Linked DNA regions of Ovis aries: region 1 is linked to region 2. A link is a contact called in public Hi-C data. All regions are on one chromosome and are shown on one strand. The core of a region is the stretch at or near the end of the contact, and the rest is flanking DNA. Distances in the headings are between cores, read along the strand shown. Region 1 overlaps HAPLN3 (hyaluronan and proteoglycan link protein 3). Region 2 holds the start of LOC114109097 (myeloid-associated differentiation marker-like).

What was found. A called contact is a pair of places that touch in the nucleus more often than the background predicts.
Region 1: a contact with region 2 is called in a Hi-C map of liver, with 4 times the contacts expected there. The contact joins the enhancer-like site here to the promoter of LOC114109097 in region 2. A contact is called at or near these places in 5 of 16 Hi-C or Micro-C datasets (hypothalamus, liver, skin fibroblasts and 1 more).

What each region holds. Positions count from the first base shown.
Region 1 is chr18:19,780,009-19,786,912 of ARS-UI_Ramb_v3.0, reverse strand. It overlaps HAPLN3 (hyaluronan and proteoglycan link protein 3), which reads left to right. Exons shown (of 4, transcript XM_060401388.1): 2 at 2,104-2,472; 3 at 5,638-5,940; 4 at 6,593-6,904. The coding sequence ends at 6,879. Among named protein-coding and RNA genes, the nearest start is that of HAPLN3, 13 kb to the left of the region's middle. Within about 2 kb of position 4,667, at least 1 of the 54 cell types and tissues checked has an H3K27ac peak or open chromatin away from gene starts, as enhancers often do. A contact at or near this core is called in liver, where this site is marked.
Region 2 is chr18:19,594,584-19,601,989 of ARS-UI_Ramb_v3.0, reverse strand. LOC114109097 (myeloid-associated differentiation marker-like) reads left to right here and starts at 2,725. Exons shown (of 1, transcript XM_027957496.3): 1 at 2,725-7,406. LOC101122633 (myeloid-associated differentiation marker-like) reads left to right here and starts at 2,725. Exons shown (of 1, transcript XM_012098452.5): 1 at 2,725-6,673. The coding sequence starts at 2,978. The coding sequence ends at 3,844.

The DNA of each region.
Region 1 (6,904 bases), core at 3,418-5,917, 180 kb before region 2:
TTACCAGCTGAGCTACAAGGGAAGCCCAAGAATACTGGAGCGGGTAGCCTATCCCTTCTCCAGGGGATCTTCCTGACCCAGGAATCGAACCGGGGTCTCCTGCACTGCAGGCAGATTCTTTACCAGCTGAACCACCAGGGAAGCAGTGTTCTTAAAGTGAACATGAAAATTTGAACCTCTTGATTTTGTGCAATTTTCTGGGTCAAGTGAATAGCAAACCATTTTTAGAAGTGACTTCAGGCCAGTTACTGGAAAAGCCAGGTGACTTTTTATCAGCAGCTTTATGCACCTACTATGCATCATTTGCTAGGTCATATGAGCCTCATAGAAACTCGGACACAGGCAAGGAGTCGTTAGGTATGGCTGTTTTTCAGCATGAGATTCTCTGCAAGGAGCCTCCCTGTCTATCCCTTGCTTACTCCTAGGGTTAACCCCCACTTCCCTGTGTACCTCTAAGGTCTCAAGTCCAGACCTAAGGCTGTGAGACCATGAGGCCCCAATAGGAAGACTCAAGTGAGAGATGGGCCAGTCTTAGCCCATAAATCTGGTTCTTGTGGCGCATGTTAGGCTCGGAGTTTATTTGTCCTCCTGAACCTGACTGCAGTCTCCTCTATAAGTCCTGGCCTAATCTCACCTGTGTCTCTAGGTGTTTGGGAAGAGTCGTGGTGGCCAGCTGGACCGAGTGAAGGGCAGGCTATGCCCTCTTGTGACCAGTGTGTTAGAGAAGGAGACTCAGATGAGCCTGAGTCCCCCCGCACTCCCATCTGAGGCGCTCTTACTGCCAGCTGCACCAACTTGCCTTTTTCTTTTCTTTTTTTTTTTTTAGCTGAACCATGTGGCATCTTAGTTCCCTGACCAGGGATCAAACCCGCCTCCCCCCACTGCCACCGCAGTGAAAGGGTGGATTCTTTTTTCCCCCCATTAAAAAGATTTAAATATATTTTAAAAGTGAATAGGACAGGGAAGTCTGGTGTGCTGCTTTCATGGGGTCATGAAGAGCTGGACATGACTGAGCGACTCAATAACAACAAAACATTTTTACAGTGTTGTATTGCTGCTGCTGCTGCTGCTAAGTCGCTTCAATCGTGTCCGACTCTATGCAACCCCAGAGACGGCAGCCCACCAGGCTCTCCTGTCCCTGAGATTCTCCAGGCAAGAACACTGGAGTGGGTTGCCATTTCCTTCCCCAATGCATGAAAGTAAAAAGTGAAAGTGAAGTCACTCAGTCGTGCCGACTATTAGCGACCCCATGGACTGCAGCCCACCAGGCTCCTCTGTCCATGGGATTTTCCAGGCAAGAGTGCTGGAGTGGGGTGCCATTGCCTTCTCCATGGTTTCTGCTCTACAACACAAATCAGCCATAATTATACACACACCCCCTCTGTCTCTAGCCTCCCTCCCCTCTCCGCATCCCATCCCTCCAGGTTCTCACAGAGCACCAGAGATAGCCTCCTTGTGCTACATAGCAACTTCTCATCTGCCGTCCATGGACCATCAGGGAAGTCCACCAGTTCTCATCTGCTGCCTAACAAGCCTAGTGGTTTAAGACAGCAGCCATGTGCTTTGCTCATGGTTTCATGGGCTGGCGTTTTGGGCTGGGCTCTGTCCCTTCTGTCTTGGCTGTGCTCACTTAATTGATTGTGCCTGCGGTGGGCGGGCAGGTCAGCTGGGGGCTGGTGGGTCTAGGATGGCCTCAGCTGGGAGGGCTTGTCTCTGCTCTCTGCATGTTCTCACCCTGCAAGGGAGCCCAGGCCTTGTTCCGATGGTGGTTGGCAAGGTTCTGAGAGAGAGAGAGGCCTCAGCAGGGGCCCTGGAGCCTTGACTCCGAACAAACACCTCAGGACACTCACTTCCCCCGCGTTCATTTGGTCAAAGCAAGTGGCAGGGCCAGCGAGGATTTCAGGGACTGGGGGTGGTTCATAGAGTCACCTCCTGAAGGAAGGAGTTGTGAAGTCACATTAGAGTATGTGGGTACAGGGGCGGTGCAATCTAGGACTCCTGAGCCTGGTGGGAGCTGGGGGTGAGGGTGAGGGAAGGGGTGGCCCCTGCAGGACTACCGATGTGCCGCCGGAGGTTCCCATCTGCACCCGCCTCTCCCCTCAGGCATCTTCAATGGATTGAAGCTGGTGGTAGAGACGCCCGAGGAGACCCTGTTCTCCCACCGAGGGGCCAACGTGACCCTGCCCTGCCGCTACCACTACGAGCCGGCCCTGGCCTCTCCGCGGCCTGTGCGCATCAAATGGTGGAAGCTGTCGGAGAATGGGGTCCCGGAGCAGGACGTGCTGGTGGCCATTGGGCTGAGGCAGCGCACCTTTGGGGATTACCGAGGTCGGGTGCGCCTGCGGCAGGACAGAGCGCGGGAAGTGTCGCTGGAGATCTGGGACCTGCGGCTGGAGGACTACGGGCGCTACCGCTGCGAGGTCATTGATGGACTAGAGGATGAGAGTGGTCTCGTGGAGTTGGAGCTTCGGGGTGAGACCCTGACGGTGGCTTGGTCCTGGGGGCTGCAGGGAGAAGGCCCTGAGAAAGCATCTAGACCTCTGTGCTTCTGGCAGATAAAACATCCAATCCTCAGAACAACCCCACGACGAAGCTCCTGTTATTCTCACCCTCAACGTGTGGATGAGAAAACCGAGGCACAGAGAAGTCAAGTCACTTACCTAGGGTCACACAGCTCATACATGGCTGAGTAGGGGTTTGACCACAGGCAGTCAGACTCCAGAATCCACTGCTCTCTACTCCCTCTTGCTCACGTCCTGTTCAGAGAGAGGGAGACAGGAGGTGATGACACAGCTCATTGAGTCAGAGCTGAGATTTGCACAGGGTTGGCAGGTGACACAAACAAATGAGGCAGCCCGGGGTGGGTGATCCGGAGTGGTGGGGACGGGGGCCACTCCTGAGCCCTCCTACTCAGGCCCAGCTGATGATGCTACACCGGAAGCAAGCCCAGTGCAGCCCGATTTTCTTTCTTTCTTTCAAATGTTTACTTATTTGGCCACGTTGGGTCTTAGTTGCAATGCAAGGGGTCTTTGTCGTGGTGCATGGGCTCTAGAGCAATTGGGCTTAGTTGCACCAAGGCATGTGGGATCTTAGTTCCCCAACCAGGGATCGAACCTGTGTCTCCTGCATTGGAAGGCGGATTCTTTATCCCTTGGACTACCAGGGAAGTCCCTGCAGCCAGATTTTCTGATTTGACATGAGAAGCTTATATTCGTATGTGAAACCTCTGGATTTTAATGTAGAAATTGCCTAATTAGAAACAAAAGCAAAAACAACCAGTGCTGTCCAAAGCTGCCAGCTGTGATCTCCACACGACTTCTGCCTTCTCTGACCCTGGGCCGGGGCTGTGTGTCCTTAGACCTCTCCTACCTGGTAGGGAGTCACTGGGAGGGTATAGAGGGAAGGCTGATCTGACTCCATGTCCACCCCGTCCCAGCTGTGGCACCCCAGATCGGTGCCTTCCCCCCAGAGCTCCAGTCCTGTCACAGGTAAAAAAAAAAATGAAGAATAAGGGTACTTCCTCCTTTACCTTCTTCGAGGAGATGAGGATAGAATGTGGCTCAAGAGCTTGTCAATCAGAGGTGGACCTTGCCACCAGCAGCCACCTGCCCAGTCCATGGGGCTTAGATGGTGACCCAGAGGGGCCATGTTCCTTTTCCCTGATGTTGGGGATGGTGTGGGATGTGTGTGAGCTGGTCAGAGCCAGTTGTCTGGGAACCACAGGGGCAGCCTAGAGAAGCAGGGAGTCCTCACTTTTTTGGGATTACACTTTTTATTTATTTTTTTTTTATTAATTTTAATTGGAGTGTAGTGTCTTTACAACGTCGTGCTGCTTTTTGCTGCCCAGAAGAGGGAATCAGCCATATGTATTCATGTATCCCCTCTGTTTTAGATTTCCTTTCCTTTCAGGTCACCACATAGCACTGAGTAGAGTTCCCCATGCTGTACAGCAGGGTCTCATTAGTTTTCTGTTTAATACATAGTAGTGTGTATATCATACAGTGTGTATATGTCAGTCCCAATCCAGGGAGCTCTCACTCCAGACCCTGCCTTTGAATAGCGCCAGTCCCAGGCCCTAGGGACACCCCTTCTCCTTAAGGTTTCATCTGACTTGATAGAGAATGAGCCCAGGGGGTTTAACATTTTTTATTACAGTAAAATTTCAAACATGGAATTTTGAGGGAGCCTGTGGCACCTCCCAGACCGTGGTACCAGAAAGCCCCCTGCCTGGGACCTCCCTGACCTCGAGCTTCCTTTAGTAAGACCTTTTCCCATCCCTCCTCTTCCCCTGGGGCCTCCCTGGTGGCTCAGACGGTAAAGAATTTGCCCTCAATGCGGGAGACCCAGGTTCGATTCCTGGGTGGGGAAGATCCCCTGGAGAAGGAAATAGCAACCAACTCCAGTATTCTTGCCTAGAGAATCCCATGGACAGAGGAGCCTGGCAGGCTACATACATAGGTCACAGTCAGACATGACCGAGCCACTGACACTTTCACTGTCTTCTTTCCTCTTCCCCTGAAAGTCGTCTGTCACATGTGGGAAGTTTCTTGCATTCTCCTCTGAAGCTTCCATATTAATGTTAACATAGACGATGAGGTCTCAGCTACTGAGCCAGAGCCCGGCAACGCCTGTCTCCTGTAGGTGGCAGCACCTCCTCACTGGTGTCTTAGATCAGGTTGCAGTAACAAAACAGCCTCGGTGACCTTTGAACAACAGAGATTCATTTCACACAGTTCTAGAGACTGGAAGTCCCAGACCAGGGTGCCAGGTCACAGACTTCTGTGTCCTCACAATGGTGGAAGGGCCTTGGGGGGAGCTCTCTGGGGTGTCTTTTTTTAAGGGTACTAACCCCATTCATGAGGACTCCACCCTCATGACCTAATTACGTCCCAAAGGCGCCATCTCCTAATACCATCATATTGGGCATTAGGATTTATTTATTTAGCTGTGCTGTGCGACTTTCAGGATCTTAGTCCCCTGATCAGGGATCAGTCCTGGGCTCTGGCAGTGAGAGCACCATTTCCTAACCACTGGACTGCCAGGGGAATTCCTGGGCATTAGGATTTAATCATCTGAATTGAGACCATGGGTTTCCTTGGTGGCTCAGTGGTAAAGAATCCTCCTGCAATGTTGGAGACGTAGAGGACGAAGGTTCAATCCCTGGGTCGAGAAGATCCCCTGGAGATGGAAATGGCAGCTCACTCCAGGATTCTTGCCTGGAAAAATAGAAAGGAGCCCAGTGGGCTCCAGCCCGTGGGGTCACAAAGAGTCAACTGAGTGACTCAGCAGGCATACTGAGCCCATAGCACTGGGGTTCTTGGAACAACCCTGTGGGTTAGGTATTAACCCTGTTCTGTAATTGGGGATATTATTTGACTGACTCATTCATTCCGTTAACAAATTAGTAGTTTTCTGAGTGCTGCTGTGTGCCTGTCTAGCTCTGGGAGGGAGATGTAAAGCAGATACTGGTTCTGCGTTGGACTTGGACAGTGGACAGGAGGTGACAGGTTTGTAGACCTTTTCTGAGGGACTCTGTGTGTGTGTGTGTTTTGAGGGAAGCCTCTTTCTCAGTGGAAGTGGGTCTCCCATCACCGGGCCCTGCCCACCCACTCAAGCCCCCTTTTCTGCCCTCCCCAGGTGTGGTCTTTCCTTACCAGCACCCCCAAGGGCGCTACAAGTTCAACTTCCACGAAGCCCAGCAGGCCTGCGAGGAGCAGGACGCGGTGGTGGCCTCCTTCGAGCAGCTGTTCCGGGCCTGGGAGGAGGGCCTGGACTGGTGCAACGCGGGCTGGCTGCAGGACGCCTCGGTGCAGTACCCCGTCACGCAGGCCCGGCGCCCCTGCGGAGGCCTGGGCCTGGCGCCAGGCGTGCGCAGCTACGGCCCGCGCCACCGCCGCCTGCACCGCTATGACGTGTTCTGCTTCGCGGTTGCCCTCAGGGGTGAGTGGACTGGCCAAGCATGGGCCCGCGGGTGGGAGGGCAGCCTCTGGGGGCCTTCAGTCCTCTCTGCCCACCCTGCTGGCACTTCCAGCTGAAGCCCTGTCCAACTGAGTGCCTCGATGCTGCCGCTTCACACTGATCATCGGTCTAGTCAATCATCCCACATTCCCTGAGGGCCTACTAGGTGCTGGGTCATCATAGACAGATAAAACACAGTCTGCCCTCACAAAGGCGCTCATTTCATGGGAAGATACACGGATAAAAACAGATCTGTTCAGTGCCATATCCCAGCTTGGCACTTAGTAGGTGCTCAGTAAATGGCTGAGCAGATGAGAGACTCTTGATTGGTCTAGCAGCGGTGGGGCGCCCACCTAGAGTAAAATTAGGAAAGGCTGGGCAGAGTACAGATCTGACTGTGGGGAACCCAGCACCATGGCAGGGGGGATGATGCTTTTGGAGAGGGGCTGAGATTTGGGAACGTGCCCCTGACAGTCTCCACTGCAGATGCTCCATAACGTGGCAGCTCCCTAAGCGTAGAGAGTTAACAGGTCTTTTGGGGGCTGGGTGGTGGGGTCTGTATGGGCTGGCCTTGCCCCAGGCCCTCTCTGGCTGGCCCCTCTGCTTCTCCGTCCTCACGCCCCGCATCCCACAGGGCAGGTGTACTACCTGGAGCACCCTGAGAAGCTGACGCTGGCAGAGGCAAGGGAGGCCTGCTGGGAAGATGGAGCCCAGATCGCGAAGGTGGGCCAGCTGTTTGCCGCCTGGAAGTTCAGTGGCTTGGACCGCTGCGATGCTGGCTGGCTGGCAGATGGCAGTGCCCGCTACCCTGTGGCTCACCCACGTTCCAACTGTGGGGCCCTGGAGCCTGGGGTCCGAAGCTTTGGCTTCCCAGACCCACACAGCCGCAAGTACGGCGTCTACTGCTACCGGCCACGCTAATGCCAGGTTGCCCCCTCTCCTCATG
Region 2 (7,406 bases), core at 1,476-3,975:
CTAAGTTCCAAGCAGGATTTGCATCCAACAGGAAAGCATTAACATTTTCCAGAAGCCGCCCTTGCCTCTCTGTTGAAGGCTACTTTAGCACAAAAGCCCACGTCTTGTTTCAATTAGCTTGCATGCTCTGGGCACAATTACTGGAAAATGGGGAGCTGGGCGGAGGAAGTGATGTCACTGGAGACCCCGGTAAAAGCCTGGTGATGTGTTGACAGTCACTGAGGCCCTCACTAATGTGATTGGTGATGGAGACAGGAGTGAGGCTGCTGTTCCTGGAGAAGTTGGTTCTAGGTGGCAGCTACTGGTCCTCAGGGGCCATTATGGGAGAGGCGCCTGAGTGTCAGGCCTCAGGTAGGGGAGGGAGTGTGTCCACCGTGCTGAGTACCAGATACAAGAGCGCCACCTACTGTCTGAGGAGATCAAGTGGCTCTCTGCATCCACTGTGGGCAAAGGTGTAGTTAAATATGCTGGGCGGCTTCTCCAGGGCTCTGAACTGTTTGAGGAGGACCCTTTTCTCCAGCTGTTGTCCCCAACACCCTCCCTCTCTGCCAACCTTGGTTCCTCCACCTGCTGCATCTCGCAGGGGAGCTGGGTTTCACCACACTGACCAGGGCTCACAGAGGATGGGCTCCAGTTCCCTGGGTCATGGGCTTTCTGGGAACTCACAGAAGCCTCTGCCTCATGGGTTTCTCTTCCGAGCGTGTGTGTGTGTGTGTGTGTGTGTGTGTGTGTGTGTGTGTGTGTGTGTGGTGTGTCTTGGGGAAGGGAGGGTGGAATGAGGGAGTTGGTGCTGTTGTGCTGACAATGCAAGTCTGTTCTGCAGCCCAGAGGAAAAGATTAGTACAAACTAGAAGAAAGAAAATTTTGGCGTTTCCAAGAATACTTAAATAATTGCTGCTGTTCTGGCCCTGAGATTGTTGGTTTGTTTGAGTAATAGCCCTGGCCTGAGTCCTTAACACCACTCTGGCTCCCAGAGGCCAGGCTGGCTCTGTCACGCCTGCAAGGATTTCCCCAGAATGTGCGACGCTCAGAGGGACTCTGTGGTGACACGAAGGAGCCAAACACCGGGCTATAAGGAGAGATGGTGAAGATGGCATGTCACTGTCCAGGGACACTTCTCGGGGCTCACAGTTCATAGCATTTCAGACATGTTGAGGCTTTCATGGGGCTTCTTCAGTTCCACTCCAGGCCCCTCCTCCATGGGAAGGTTGGCTCCATGCCTGCATCCCTTCTGGGTCAGAGGACACCTACTGGGTGTCTCAGGGCCCCTGGGACCCTGGGACCCCCCTAGTCATCTCCACTCTGCCCCCTGCCCACCCCAGTCCCGGGAGCATCCTCAGGGCTGTCTCCTCCCAGGGGTCCTGCAGGGGCCTCCTCTTTCAGCTTTTGCTTTTAAAAAGGGGCTGATCATCCATCCATCCCCACCCACTCCCCGGGATGCCCTGAAAGGCTCCATTCAGCATCAGACACAGCATCCTTGTTCATTTCCAATCCCTTGGTTCCCAGCTTGGAAGCTGCGAACCAGTCTCCCAGGCCAGGAAAATCCTGCTCAGGTAGGACTACTCCTAGATCTTTCCAGACTTCCACCTGGATGGCAGCTTTGGAGCTTAAGAGCCGGACATGTTAATTTATTCTATGGTTCCTCCATGATCCTCTACCTTGGAGTCGTGCTGGATTGGGGTCTCTCTCCCCAGTGTGCAAGAATCACATGTTAAGGTAAAACTCGGAGGAGGGGATTCAGAATAGTCCCTACTTCCCATGTCATCTCGTCCCTGTGGCCTTGCTCTCACCCCATGGCTCCTCCCTGTTCACCCCTGAAGCTGCCCTCCTCCGGGTGGGGTTGTGTCCCTTCAGACGGCAGCTCCTTCTAGTGATGGCTGCAGGGAGGCAAGGCCAGGACCCGTATGTCTTCAGGTTGCTGTGGAAGGAGGCCGTGGCCTTGAAAGTGTATCCTGGGTCCCAGAGCCTTGAGCTTTGGTCCTGAGCTCCCACCCATGGGCCCTTTTGACATGTCAGCTATAGAGCAAAGCCTTCAAACCCGCAGCTTTGGCACTGTTATTTGGGTTCCCATTTCCTAGTCATGCACCCTTAGTAGGCGAGTGTGCTCAGTCGTGTCCGACTACTGGCAGCCCCATGGACTATATCTTACCAGGCCTTTGTCCATGGGATTTTCCAGGCAAGAATACTGGAGTGGGCTGCCATTTCTTTCTCCAGTGCCACCTTAGGAAAGGACTTAATTCCCCCAACTTTAGTTTTCTTGTCTGTAAAAGGGGGTTAGTAGTAAAATCCACAGTCCCTTTTCTGAAACCCTGTGGGTCAGATATGCTCCAGGACTCCGAATTTTTCAGCTTCATTTATGTAACATGGTGCTTCTATCCTACATGACATAATACCCCACTGGGGTCTGAAATACCTTGTAATCAAACACATTCGTGTTTCTGCAACTGAATTTTGAACATTCACACTACATGAAATGAAGACCATAAATGGTCTGTGTCTGTTCATTTTAAATTTTGTTACCAAACAATTTTTTTAAAAAAATTCTTGTCCAATTTTCAGAACTTTGAAAGGTTGGGGTTGTAGATAAGGGTCAGGCTACCCTATGTCTCCGTAGATAATGGCATACAGCAGAAAGAGGTGAAGAAATAAATGTTCATGGTCTGATGCCAGACCCAACCCAGCTGTGAGCTTTGGGATAAGACAAGTCTTGTGACAAGGTCAAGGGGGATGGGTGAAGGAGAACCATTCGGGAGTGATGTGCTTCTGCCCGAGTGTCTGAGCCATTGAGTCCAACTCCACAGATCCTGAGCCTCAGCCATCACAGGGCCCTGAGCCTTTTCCTGGCATCTGACTTAATTCACCTCCAGGGCTGGACTTTTCTCGGGTGAATCCTCAGCGAAGACCTCTGCCATACCGGTGACCAGGACCAGAACGACTACCACATGATCGTCCTCAGGCCCTGGGCTCCCCAACCATTATGGGCTGCTGCCTGCGACAGCTGCAGCTGTTCTCCACCTGCATGGCCTTCTCGCTGGGGGCCAGCGTGGGCACCTGGAAGGGGGCCATAGGTAACTGGTCCATGTTCATCTGGTGCTTCTGCTTCGTCCTGACCCTCCTCATCCTCATAGTTGAGTTATGCGGGCTGGAGGGCCACTTCCCCTTCTCCTGGGACAACTTTCTCACCACCTGCAACTGCTACTCCGCCCTCCTCTGCCTCTCAGCCTCCATCATCTACCCCGTCATCTACATTCAGTTCTTGTTCAACAGCCACAACTGGGACCGCACCATCATCTCCACTGCATTTTCCTGCATCGCCTTTGTGGCTTATGCCATGGACGTGACCTGGACTAGGGCCCAGCCCAACATGATCACAGGCTATATGGCCACCGTGCCAGGCCTGCTTAAGGGGCTGGAGACCATCGTGGCCTGTGTCATCTTTGTCTTCCTCAGCAACACCTCCCTGTACTCGCACCAGCCGGCCCTGAAGTGGTGCGTGGCTGTGTATTCCATCTGCTTCGTCTTGTCATCCGTGGCCATCCTGGTGAACCTGGGCAAATGCGACAACAGGCTGCCCATCCCCTTCTCCATTTTCCAGGTTGTGTTGACCCTGCTCTCCGTCCTCCTCTATACCACTGCTCTGCTCCTCTGGCCGCTCTACCAGTTCAACGAGGAGTTGGGCAGGCCGCTCCAGTGGTCCAGTGACGTGAACTGCAGCAGTGGAGTCCCCACCTCTGTGTGCATCTGGGACCAACAACTGGCTGTGGTTAGTTTGACAGCCATCAACCTGCTGATTTATGTGACTGACCTGGTGTTCTCTGCCCGCCTGAATTTTAACAGAGGCTGAGGCTTTGCCCAAGGGATCCCAATTCCTCCCTTGTCTCACCTGAAGTTCATTACCAAGCTCTAGTGTCCTCTTTCTGGCTCTCCTCTCTCCCTTCTCACGTCCTTCTGCATTCGTCTCACTCCCTTTCCCATTTCTTTTCACCTTCTGCTCTATCTCCTTCCTGTTTTCTTTGGTTGCCCACATTCTGTTTTGCCTTTTACTCTTGCTTCTCTCATCTTTTCTACATTTTCTGCTTTTTGCCCCTTTTCTGGTCATCCTTGGTTTTCCTGTCTCCTGTGTCCAGACCACCTCTCCCCATTTTCCTTCTTCTGATCCATCAGGACCTGAGACTCCTTCCTTCTCTGCCCACCGCCCCCTCCCACCTCCTAAGGTGCTGACTCCACAGCACACAGCCCTCTGTGCAGCTGTCCACACCCTGGGCCTCCGGAGGGGCCTTGTTGCCAAAGCAAGTCTGTCCCTCTTGTATATGTGTGATGGGTTTGGGGATGAGGATGGGTAGCTAGGCATTGGGTCCTCTTTCTTTGTGTACAGTGTGTCTCCCATTTAAGTTAAACAAAATCTCTGGAAGTCAGTAATTTCCAGCGGGAGAAGTCTTGAAGCAGAGACCCTGGTCCCTAGGCCCCAGCTGGTGGTTGGCCCCATCTGACGCTGGCTCCAGAATTTTTCCAAGCTCACTGAAAACCCACTGCCTGCAGAGGCCATCTTAAAGGAAGCAAAGGCTGAATGCCTCCCCATCTCAACTACTCTCTGGGGAATCGAAGCAGGAGCTGGTGAAGAACCACAGAGTCTTGAAGACAGCTGTCTGCAGTGTTGGTGAGGGACAATGATGTGGCCTTCCTGCCTCAGTGATCAAAACAGCAGGTCCTGTCTCTGCAGGGAGAAGAGCATGGCCACTGCAGCCTTAAAGCTGATGTTAGCCTGCCTGGGAATTTTTGTTTTCTTTTTCTGATCAGGAGGACAAAATTGACTGAATGGACCTGTTCTTAAAGGTGAAATTTCTTTTCTATTTTTCTGGGGAAGGTGGGTTGACTGAGTGGGGATTTCAGCTGCTGTAGTCAAGTGAATTGCAGTACTTGAGTGTGTGTGCATACACAGGTCAGTGGCTTTTTGCCACTGCATTCTGCTTTTCTGAGGCTTAGGCATAAAGTGACCTATATAAATGTAGAAAAAAATATGTATGGTTTCTTTTAATTACCTGGAGTTTCCAATCCCCATCAGCCCCTGCTGTCAACCACAGAGAGAAATCTTGTCCTTTCTTCCACATCCACAATGTTCTTTCTTAAAAACCTCAAAGATAAACAAAATGAAACCAACAAAATCCACAGGTCCTAACTGCCCAAATTTGACTAGAAATCAGAAAGAGCCTAGGTCTTAAAGGGGCCCGGCTAGCCCTTGGATGCCTCTCTTTAAAGGTGTGTGCTTTGTGCATACTGACTGTGTGTGGTTGTGTGTGTGTGTGTGTGTGTGTGTGTGTGTGTGTGTGTGTGTGTATGTGAGTGGGCAGGCATACATTAAGACCAGCAGCCTTTTAAATAACTGGCGAAGTCATCTCAAGCCTTCTTCCTCTCTTGTTCTCAGCCACAAAGCCTCAGAGCCCAGCATTCTAGAGTCACCAGGGCCAGAGGAGCCAGGCAAGCAGAGCTGTCGGGGAGGGGAGGGGAAGGACCTGCTTCTCCTGCCACTCCTGTACTGGGATGAAGCATGAGAGCTTCACCCAGAGGCAGGTTGGATGGAGGGGAAGGGCTCCCAGGAGGTGGTCCTTGTGGCAGGAAAATCTTAAGAAACAATAAAATAAAATTCATATTTTAAGACAAGAAAAATTTATTTGGCCAAATGCACCTAAAGCTGAGTCAGAAAGTTAAACAGATTTCTTTTTTGCAGGACTTCTTAGGACCAAAAGAGATCTATAGCAGTAAGTGATTCCCAGACTTATGTGTTCAGGGAACTGTTTTTTTCCATGGAACATCATGGACTAGCATTCCGTGAGATACTCTTTGGGAACCATCAGTCACATCCCCCTTCCCCTAGACTGCTTCAACAGCTGGAGAGGGTGTGGACAAAAAGGAACCCTCTTTCACTGTTGGTGGGAATGCAGACTAGTACAGCCACTATGGAGAACAGTGTGGAGATTCCCTAAAAAACTAGAAATAGAACTGCCATACGACCCAGCAATCCCACTTCTGGGCATACGCACCAAGGAAACCAGAATTGAAAGAGACACGTGTACCCCAATGTTCATCACAGCACTGTTTATAATAGCCAGGACATGGAAGCAACCTAGATGTCCATCGGCAGATGAATGGATAAGAAAGCTGTGGTACATAGACACAATGGAATATTACTCAGCTATTAAAAAGAATGCATTTGAATCAGTTCTAATGAAGTGGATGAAACTGGAGCCTATTTTACAGAATGAAGTAAGGCAGAAAGAAAAACACCAATACAGTATACTAATGCATATATATGGAATATAGAAAGATGGTAATGATGACCATATATGCGAAACAGCAAAAGAGACACAGATGTAAATAAATGACTTTTGGACTTTGTGGAAGAAAGCGAGGGTGGGATGATTTGAGAGAATAGCATTGAAACATGTATATTATCATATGTGAAAGAGATCGCCAGTCCATGTTTGATGCATAAGACACGGTGCTCAGGGCTGGTGCACTGGGATGACCCTGAAGGATGAGATGGGGAGGAAGGTTGGTGGGGGGTTCAGGATGGGGAACACATGTACGAGTGAATATATGGCAAAAACCACTACAATATTGTAAAGTAATTGGCCTCCAATTAAAATTAATTAATTAATTAAAAAAATAACAACCAGCTTGACCCGAAAGACTCTAACAGTATCACCTCCCACAACGGGCCATCTTATTTTGCAGCAGCTTTTATTCCTTAGGGGGTGCAAAGTCCACTTGCCCTGCTCTCTGGACTTGCACAGAGAATTTTAATCTCTGCTCAACTGGAGAGTTCTCTGAAAAGTTCTCATGAGTCCTTGGCTCTCCTCTGCTCACCTGCTCTATACAGAATGTCTTTGCACTGATTCGGGTGCTCGTTCAGAGCAGGAGTTGGGTTTTGCTGTGGGATCTGCAGTGCCTGGCACACAGTGAACATGCAGTAAATAGTTGTTTAGAAGAGAGAGGCATAGAGCCTCCCTGGATGGCTCGCACAACCACACCAGTGCCTCCATCTCCAGAACTTCCACATTCCTGTCTGCTTCATTGTCAAGCCATGGCCTTTCCTAGGGTTTATTATTAGCCAAGGAGACAGGGCCCCTGATGGCAGGAAGCTGGCTGGGGCTCAGGGTGCTGGTCCTTCCGCCCTGGGGGCCTCTCAGCAAATAGTCCCTTGGAAACAGGGCAGCTGTCCCTGAGGAGGGGACGGGCTGGGAGGGGCCTCACTCCCCCACACTGGACCCTGGAGGAGCCCCTGTGTGAGCAGGACTGCAGCCCTGGCTGGCGGGACTGTCTTGGGCAGGTGACCTGGGCAATTCCATGGTCTCCAGGGTCCCTGCCACTCTGGCCACATGTCCCTGTCACAGCCCTGAAGCCCCTTC